Linked DNA regions of Sus scrofa: regions 2 and 3 are each linked to region 1. Evidence: chromatin contacts called from public Hi-C and promoter capture Hi-C data. All regions are on one chromosome and are shown on one strand. Each heading gives the region's core, a stretch centred on a gene start, on an enhancer-like site or on the middle of the called end of the contact. The rest is flanking DNA. Distances are from core to core; before and after follow the strand shown.

Region 1 (2,700 bases), core at 101-2,600:
ATACATACCTAAGAATTGTTCGTGTTACTGTATACAAATTTTGCCTCAAAATAACCCAGTTGTGTACAAATACTGAATTACATTACATGTCTGTTGAAGTATTTAGTGGGATGCATAATAACTGCAATGTATTTTGAAAAGCACTAAAAATTAAGCAATACTAACAAATAGAAAAGTGACAAAGCAAATCTAGCAGAAGATTGATAATGGAATTTTGGTGTTGGGTATATAGGTACACACTGCAAAATTCTTTCAAAATGTTTTATGGTTGAAATTTTTCAAAATAACATATTGAGGGAAAAGTTAACAAACAAGACAAATATCTAAAGTCATGAGTATTTTGCAGCAACTTAGAATATGGGTTATAAAACAGAATGACTGAGTGGTAATACCAGAGTATCTTCTCTTGAAGATGTGAAATTTAAGCCAAGATATGAAAGGCAAGGAGTCATCTATGAAGCTATCGGCAAGAGTATTCCAAGCTCCCCTCCTCCCCGCTTCAAAAAATCCTACTCTAAGGCTCTGAAGTTTGGTGTGTTCAAGAAAGCCAGTGTGCCTGAAGTGTGGCAGACAAGGAAGGGAGTAGTATAAAGCAAGACTGGAGAGAAAGGCAGGTGTCAAATCAGCCTGGGTTTGCAGTCACAGTAAAGAATTCTGATTTTATCTAAGGGCAACGGAAAGCCATTAAAGGGTTTAAAGGAGGGATCAATTGGGTGGGACGAGATGAGGTATGTCCTTATTATTTAGAGTTTTAAAATATCACACTGACTGCTATGTGAAGAATGGCTTTGAAGTGTTGTAAGAAAAGAAGTAGAGAAACTATTATCACAGTCCTTGCAAGAACAATGGTAGTTTGGTAGAGAGTGTTGGTAGTCAAGATAGTGAGTAGTGAATATGGGAGATATTTTGAATAAAGAACTGACAGTATCTATTGAAAGACTGACAATAGAATGACAGGGGAAAAGGCACCAGGAGAGATCTTGGGTTTTAGCTCTAGCTGCTGAGTGAATGGAGTGACATCTACAGAGATGTAGAAACCATGGGAGAAGCAGGCTTGGAGTATGGTAGACCTGAAAAATCAAAAAATTTTACTTAAATTGGGTATGATTTATGACTGTGAGAAAGACAGGCAAAAGAAAAGAAAAGAATCAGAATAATCTGGGGGTTGTCAAAGGACAGGGTTTAGATTTACAATTTCTTTTCCTTTTAAGAATCAATTTTGGATTGATTGTATTAAGGACCTTAGATCCAGGAAAAAGATCAAACTTTAATGCAAATGAAGCTCACGGATTGCTGTTGTCTATCTCTGGGGTTAAAGATAAACTGGGGATCAATAGCCCTGTATCTTTAAACTTAGAGAGGTCAAAGGGAGAAATCAGGAGTGAGAATAAGGGAGACAAGAGAAACCAAAAACAAGTACAGAGAAGTAACATATTAAGTCCTAACTGTCTCTCACCCCGTCAACGATAAGAGGCTGTCTGAGTCTTAAATTCCACGGGTAACATGCTTAAACGCCTTATGCTATTTTACACAAAGTGGTAACTCAAATTTTAGCTCTCATCTTCTAATCTCATTAGTTCACCGAAGTATAGTGAAAAATCCATGGTCTTTGGAGCTAAAAGAACCTAAATTTAAAGCAGCCCACCCCTCAGTAGCTCTGTGACCTTGAGCAAATTACTTACCATTTCTAATCCTTTGTTTCTTAAATGTAAATGAAAATAATTAACCCAAGAATTAGCATTAGAAATAAAATTCACAAAGTCCCTGGACAAGGAAAAAATGCTCCATAAACAAGAGCTACTATTATGCAAAAGGCACCTAATTCATCAGTGCTCAAAGCAGTAGTTTCCTCCCTTGACAGCACTGATCTCAGCTTCCAGAGAAATACAGATGTGGGGGAGAGAACCACAAAAAAGATGATCAATTTCATTTTCACCATGTAACACAAAAGTAAACAGAAACCTATGAAAAGGTATGACAAAGGACCGTCCTACAAATGGATAGGTTTGAAGGTTTGACTATAATTCAGTTGTTTGGAACAAGGAATACATGTTCCCAGGGAATCAATGTTCGATTCGGCTTTTAGACAAACTCACAAAAGGTCATCGAAATCATGATGTAGTTAAAATGTTAAAATATCTCAATAAAATTAGTAGACAACAAAAATGATGAAGCATCAAACAATACAGAAAACCAAGAAACTTCAACAATATATGAGTCCATTTATTTTAGAAGCTGGCATTTGGGAAGGAAAAAGATTTTATGGGAGGTTTCAGCAGTGATTCAGATGGGGTTTTCACGAAAATTCCTAAAGCTTTATACAGCTGATGACCCTGGTTCTTTATTATGTTTCATTTCACCTCAAATTTTATGGCATCCCTTTCTTTGAGCATAAGCAAAATCCTAGCGCTCTCATACTTAACAGCCATGACCGCAATCATTCGTTTCACCAATGAGAAGGATCAAGTAGGACAGAATTAGGGGGAAGATAGGAAAGAGGAAGGACCACAAAGGACGTGGCCAAATATAAAAGAAAAGAGCCTTAAATTGAATTAGATTCACAGAAAAAAAAAAAAAAAAAAAAAAAAAAAACCTGAAGGGGGGATGGGGGTGTTAAGCACAGCATTAAAATATTAAGGAAGGAAAGCAAAGTGATAAGACCTGGTCAGAGTTCCATCCTGATTATCTGGTTATTTTGAA
Region 2 (2,700 bases), core at 128-2,627, 150 kb after region 1:
GGAACCTCCATCTATGAGTGCGGCAAAAAAAAAAAAAAAAGAAAAGGAAGAAAAAAGAAACTCAACATAAACCTGCTGTGATTCCACTGGGAGCAAGTTAGCATTTGTCTAGTGAAGTGGCTTTATTCACATGATCTTTCCTCTTCATATATACACATACTCTGGATCCTCTTTGACAATGCTAAGAAATACCTGATGACAGACAGAAGGACTGGATGCCTTCTATCAGGGGGCTTGGATTCCAGCTTGGTTGCTGTCACTCTATCGAAGCAGCTAAAGGAGGCCCAAGTATAGTATCCTCCAGACATATGCAACTGGCATGAGAGACAGTCTCAATTTACTGGCTGCTAGAAAGGTGGCAAACCATATTGGGAGTGAACATCACCAAGTCTTTTTTAACTCTGAGGAAGGCTTCCAGTCCTGGATGAGGTCATATTTTACTTGGAAAGTTATGACACCACAACAGCCCATGCTTCAGTAGGTATGTACTTAATTTCCAAGTAAATGTGAAAAGCACAGGGGTTCCCATTGTGGCTCAGCAGTTAACAAACCTGACTAGTATCCACGAAGACGCAGGTTCAATCCCTGGCCTCGCTCAGTGGGTTAAGAATCCGGCATTGCCATGAGCTGTGGTGTAGGTTGCAGATGAGACTTGGATCTGGCATTGCTGTGGCTGTGGTGTGGGCCAGCAGCTACAGCTCCGAATTGACTCCTAGCCTGGGAACCTAGCTCGGATCCCCTGTTGCTAGGGCTCTGGTGTAGCCGGCAGCTACAGCTCTGACTGGGAACCTCTATATGCCACAGGTGCAGCCCTAAAAAGACAAAAAGACAAAAAAAAAAAAAGAAAGAAAGAAAGCAAAGCACAGATACTGTGGTAATTTTCTCTGGAGAAAGTTCAGACAAACTCACACAGGGTTACATATATTTTCACAAAAATTTCGTCTAAAAAAGCCAAGGAACAGAGTAAGAGACTTCTGAAGAAATTCTATTTGTTTGATGTTCTCTGCAGAGATCAAACTACTGCTGTCCATGGCCTTGAACTGAGGATTCCATTCCTGGATTATTGATTTTCTTCCTAGTACTTCTCTCTGCCACCAAAATGAGAATGCCAGAGAATGGAACAGAAAACATCTCCTGAAAGGAATATTTAAGGATTCCAGTTTGACACTAAAGAGATTCTCCAGTGACCAAAAGAAGCCTTCAGTGATGGGAAAACCTCAGTTAAGAATTTCTGCTTAGAGTTTTACAGGAATATGTTGAACATCAGGTTGATGATGCAATGGACAGCAACTGCACGACAAACATTTCCTTTCAGCACTCCTAAAACTAAAGACGGCTTTTATCACCATCAAATCTTTGAACGTCGCTTACCCAGGCCAGGCTGATAGGCTGACCGATTCCTGGATGCCAAAGCAGATCAATGCCACTGACACCGCTGCCTGCACTTTGACCCGCTACAAGTCAGCTGACAAAACTTGGGCACTCTCTAAGCTACAGACAAAGTGTTTCTTGTGAAGGTAGGGGGATTGGGGTCAGGGGGTAGGGGCAGCAATGAGAGTCAACCATCCAGTACTTGGGCATTTAAAAAAGGAAAGTAGGAGTTCCCGTCATGGCTGAGGGGTTAACGAATCCAACTAGAAACCAAGAGGTTGCGAGTTTGATCCCTGGCCTTGCTCAATGGGTTAAGGATCCGGCATTGTCGTGAGCTGTAGTTGGTGTAAGTTTCAGATCCGGCTCAGATCCCGTGTTGCTGCGGCTCTGGCGTAGGCTGGCAGCAAAAAAAATAATAAAATTCTCTTCCTCTTTGGCTTTTCTGAAACCAATGTCTCCTGGTTTATCTTAGAATTCTCTGACTTCACTTCTCAGTATCTGTCACTGGGCCCTCTCTTCCACCTATCCTCTCGATACTGGTAGTCCCTATTCTTTTTTTTTTGGGGGGGGGGTTGGTTTTTGTTTTTGTTTGTCTTTCTGCCTTTTCTAGAGCCGCTCCTGCAGCATATGGAGGTTCCCAGGCTAGGGGTCTGATTGGAGCTATAGCTGCCAAACAAAGCCACAGCAATGCAGGATCCGAGCCGCATCTGCAACCTACACCACAGTTCACGGCAACGCTGGATCCCCAACCCACTGAGCAAGGCCAGGGACTGAACCCGCAACCCCATGGTTCCTAGTCGGATTCGTGAACCACTAAGCCATGACGAGAACTCTGGTAGTTCCTACTCTTAAATCATTCTTTTTAATCTACTGCCCACTCCCGGCAGTAAAATCATATTCTCCCCATGCATTCTATTAGACATATTTGCATTAATATGTGATTATGAGAAAATACATTTAAGATGGATACGGGTTGATCTACTACAGGGAAATTATGTCACAGAAGAGGAAAACTGATCCAATTTCAAGCAAACTACCCTAACAGTTTCTTTGAGTAAGCTGTTTGGCACATCTACTAAATTCCTGTCCATTCCTCAAAACCTCTCTCCCTCATATGCTACCTCCTCCGTGAAGCCTTCTTAGATTTCTCCAGCCAAAATTATTTTCTCTTCACTCTAATAACATAAAGTCTCTCTTATGATGTTTATTATATCGTGACATACATTTGTGGGTATATGTTCTTCACTACTAGTCTATAAGGTTTTGAAAGCAGTGAAACTGGGTATATCTACAGAAAGACTAAAATGAGGGAGAACAGAGTCGAGCCCA
Region 3 (2,700 bases), core at 165-2,664, 180 kb after region 1:
TAGAAATGAGATGGGGAGTTCCCGTCGTGGCGCAGTGGTTAAACGAATCCGACTAGGAACCATGAGGTTGCGGGTTCGGTCCCTGCCCTTGCTCAGTGGGTTAACGATCTGGCGTTGCCGTGAGCTGTGGTGTAGGTTGCAGATGTGGCTCGGATCCCGCGTTGCTGTGGCTCTGGTATAGGCTGGCGGCTACAGCTCCGATTCAACCCCTAGCCTGGGAACCTCCATATGCCGTAGGAGCAGCCCAAGAAATAGCAACAACAACAACAACAACAACAAAAAAAAGACAAAAAGACAAAAAAAAAAAAAAAAAAATAGAAATGAGATGGGCCGGAGTTCCCGTCATGGCGCAGTGGTTAACGAATCCGACTAGGAACCATGAGGTTGCGGGTTTGGTCCCTGCCCTTGCTCAGTGGGTTGACGATCCGGCGTTGCCGTGAGCTGTGGTGTAGGTCGCAGATGTGGCTCGGATCCCGCGTTGCTGTGGCTCTGGTATAGGCTGGCAGCTACAGCTCCGATTCGACCCCTAGCCTGGGAACCTCCATATGCCGTAGGAGCAGCCCAAGAAATGGCAAAAAGACAAAAAAAAAAGAATCTGACTGCGATGGCTCAGGGGCAGGTTTAATCCCTGGCCTGGTGGAGTGGGTTAAAGGATCTGGCATTGCCACAGCTGCAGCGTAGGTCACACTTGTGGCTTGGTTTCAATCCCTTGCCGGGGAACTTCCACATGCTGCAGAAGCAGTCATAAAATGAAAAAAAAAGAGAGAGAGAGAGAGAAAGAAATACTAATTGGAAAAAAATTAAAGGCAAAGGCCTATGTATTTTGCTGCTTCTTCCAAAAGTATAACTGCAGCTGCTGAATGAATTCATGTACTAGCTTCACAGCGCAGGAGAGAAGTTGGACTTGAAATGATTCCATGTTTGCTAAGCTCAAACAAAACTGTTGACTCAGCTCTCAAAAGGCAAGGGCAATGTCCTCAAAACCTAAAAACATGCAAATGCTGCATAAACTATCTAAGACAATTTGAATGAAAATAAGGTAATTATGTTCTAATCTTTTAAGAAGAGGAACCTAAAATAAATGCGTAAAAATTTTATCTCGTATTACCTTATCTTGAAACTGTGGGACATTATTTTCTGAGATTGCTATTTTTAAAGCTCTAAAAGCAATGTTAAATCTCTGAGTTAAAAATATATGGTGTAGTTATTTAGGAAACAGTTCTCATACTCTGGATCCCTCCACATGTCACATGGCTACATGATATTCCCAAGTCATGGATTCTGCTGTTTGATCTCTGATGCAGTCTGAAGATATTTCAGGGTTCCAGAAGCTAAGCAGTTCTCTGAATACACTAAGTACACATATGAAGCAGCTCAAATGTACAAGTGCTTCCATCAACGATCACTTCAAAGGTCATTAATAACTTACAGGTGTGAGGGTGGAAGTGCCCTCTGCCCTCTCCTGGCCTTTCCTGAACTCTGGTTACTCTCTCTGGGCCATTTTTCTAACAGTGAATTCTTAACTTGATATTTCTCTGTCTCCACTTTCTCCTCCCTGGCTCTGAAGCCTTTAAGATGACATTCCAAAATCTTCTCGGAAACACAAAAGCAGAGAAGAATGCTTCAAGGGTTAATTCTAGGGGGGGTTTCATCCTTATTTTATTAGTTTCTTGAGAGTAGAGGAAAGCAATTTAAATCCTTCTCAAGAAGACTCTTATAAAGAAATGGAAAGACGGGAGTTCCCATCGTGGCTCAGTGGTCAACGAATCCGACTAGGAACCATGAGGTTGCGGGTTCGATCCCTGGCCTTGCTCAGCGGGTTAAGGATCCTGTGTTGCTGTGAGCTGTGGTATAGGTCGCAGACACGGCTCTGATCCTGTATTGCTACAGCTCCTATTCAACCCCTAGCCTGGGAACTTCCATATGCTGTGGGAGCAGCCCTAGAAAAGGCAAAAAGACAAAAAAGAAAAAAAGAAAGAAAGAAAGAAATGGAAAGACAGAACAAGTGGATAGTAAAAATCTGCTTGGTTTGAAACATGGGAAAATTCTGAGGCATTCTAACATCTGCTTGGTTTCTACCACTGCTGAAGATAGGCTCTAAAACTTTACTAGCATCTCCAAAAAGGTCAACGAACTGTGTATGATAGAAAAGCTTAATTATTCATCTAAATCAAAGTTTCTCAACAGTGGAACTATTCACATTCTGGGCCAGATAATTCTTTGCTGGGGAGAAGAAGGGGGCTTCCTGGGCATTGTAGGGCACATCTTGGCCTTTACCCACTAGATGCCAAAAGCATGTTCCCCCTCAATCATGACAACCAAAAATATCTCCAGACATTGACAAACATCCCCTGAAGGGCAAAATCACCCCCAATTGAGAATCACCGATCTAGATGGAGGTATCTTCTGATCTTGAGCCTATGAACATGAATCAACTCCACATCAGGGCAAGCCAGGTAAGACAGTTAAATGCATGCTTACTCACTGAGTCAAGGGATATTTGCACAGTGTTGAAGTATCACTCCACAGATTATGTGTAACTACAATGGAGAAAATGACAGAACTGGCAGCCACCACCTTAGCCAAGTGACCAATGTGGCATTATTAATAATGGTACAAACGGACATTTCCTATTGAACTGGAATCTAATCAAGCCTCTAGACTTACACCAAGTTTGTAGGAAAGAAAATGGATGGAACA

Evidence for each region. Promoter capture Hi-C pulls out the DNA fragments that hold promoters and counts their contacts. Hi-C and Micro-C count contacts between places; a contact is called where the count stands out from the background.
Region 2: a contact with region 1 is called in a Hi-C map of liver, with 2.2 times the contacts expected there. The contact joins two enhancer-like sites. A contact is called at or near these places in 2 of 47 Hi-C or Micro-C datasets (embryonic fibroblasts and liver).
Region 3: a promoter capture Hi-C map of liver shows a contact between it and region 1, with 4 times the contacts expected there. The contact joins two enhancer-like sites. A contact is called at or near these places in 1 of 5 promoter capture datasets (liver) and 2 of 47 Hi-C or Micro-C datasets (embryonic fibroblasts and liver).

What each region holds. Positions count from the first base shown.
Region 1 is chr11:69,045,816-69,048,515 of Sscrofa11.1, reverse strand. All of the region lies in intron 8 of PCCA (propionyl-CoA carboxylase alpha chain, mitochondrial), which reads right to left. Among named protein-coding and RNA genes, the nearest start is that of PCCA, 130 kb to the right of the region's middle. Within about 2 kb of position 1,350, at least 4 of the 83 cell types and tissues checked have an H3K27ac peak or open chromatin away from gene starts, as enhancers often do. A contact at or near this core is called in liver, where this site is marked.
Region 2 is chr11:68,894,393-68,897,092 of Sscrofa11.1, reverse strand. It overlaps the pseudogene LOC100622891. Among named protein-coding and RNA genes, the nearest start is that of PCCA, 25 kb to the left of the region's middle. Within about 2 kb of position 1,377, at least 2 of the 83 cell types and tissues checked have an H3K27ac peak or open chromatin away from gene starts, as enhancers often do. A contact at or near this core is called in liver, where this site is marked.
Region 3 is chr11:68,869,920-68,872,619 of Sscrofa11.1, reverse strand. No RefSeq gene overlaps it. Among named protein-coding and RNA genes, the nearest start is that of ZIC2, 30 kb to the right of the region's middle. Within about 2 kb of position 1,414, at least 3 of the 83 cell types and tissues checked have an H3K27ac peak or open chromatin away from gene starts, as enhancers often do. A contact at or near this core is called in liver, where this site is marked.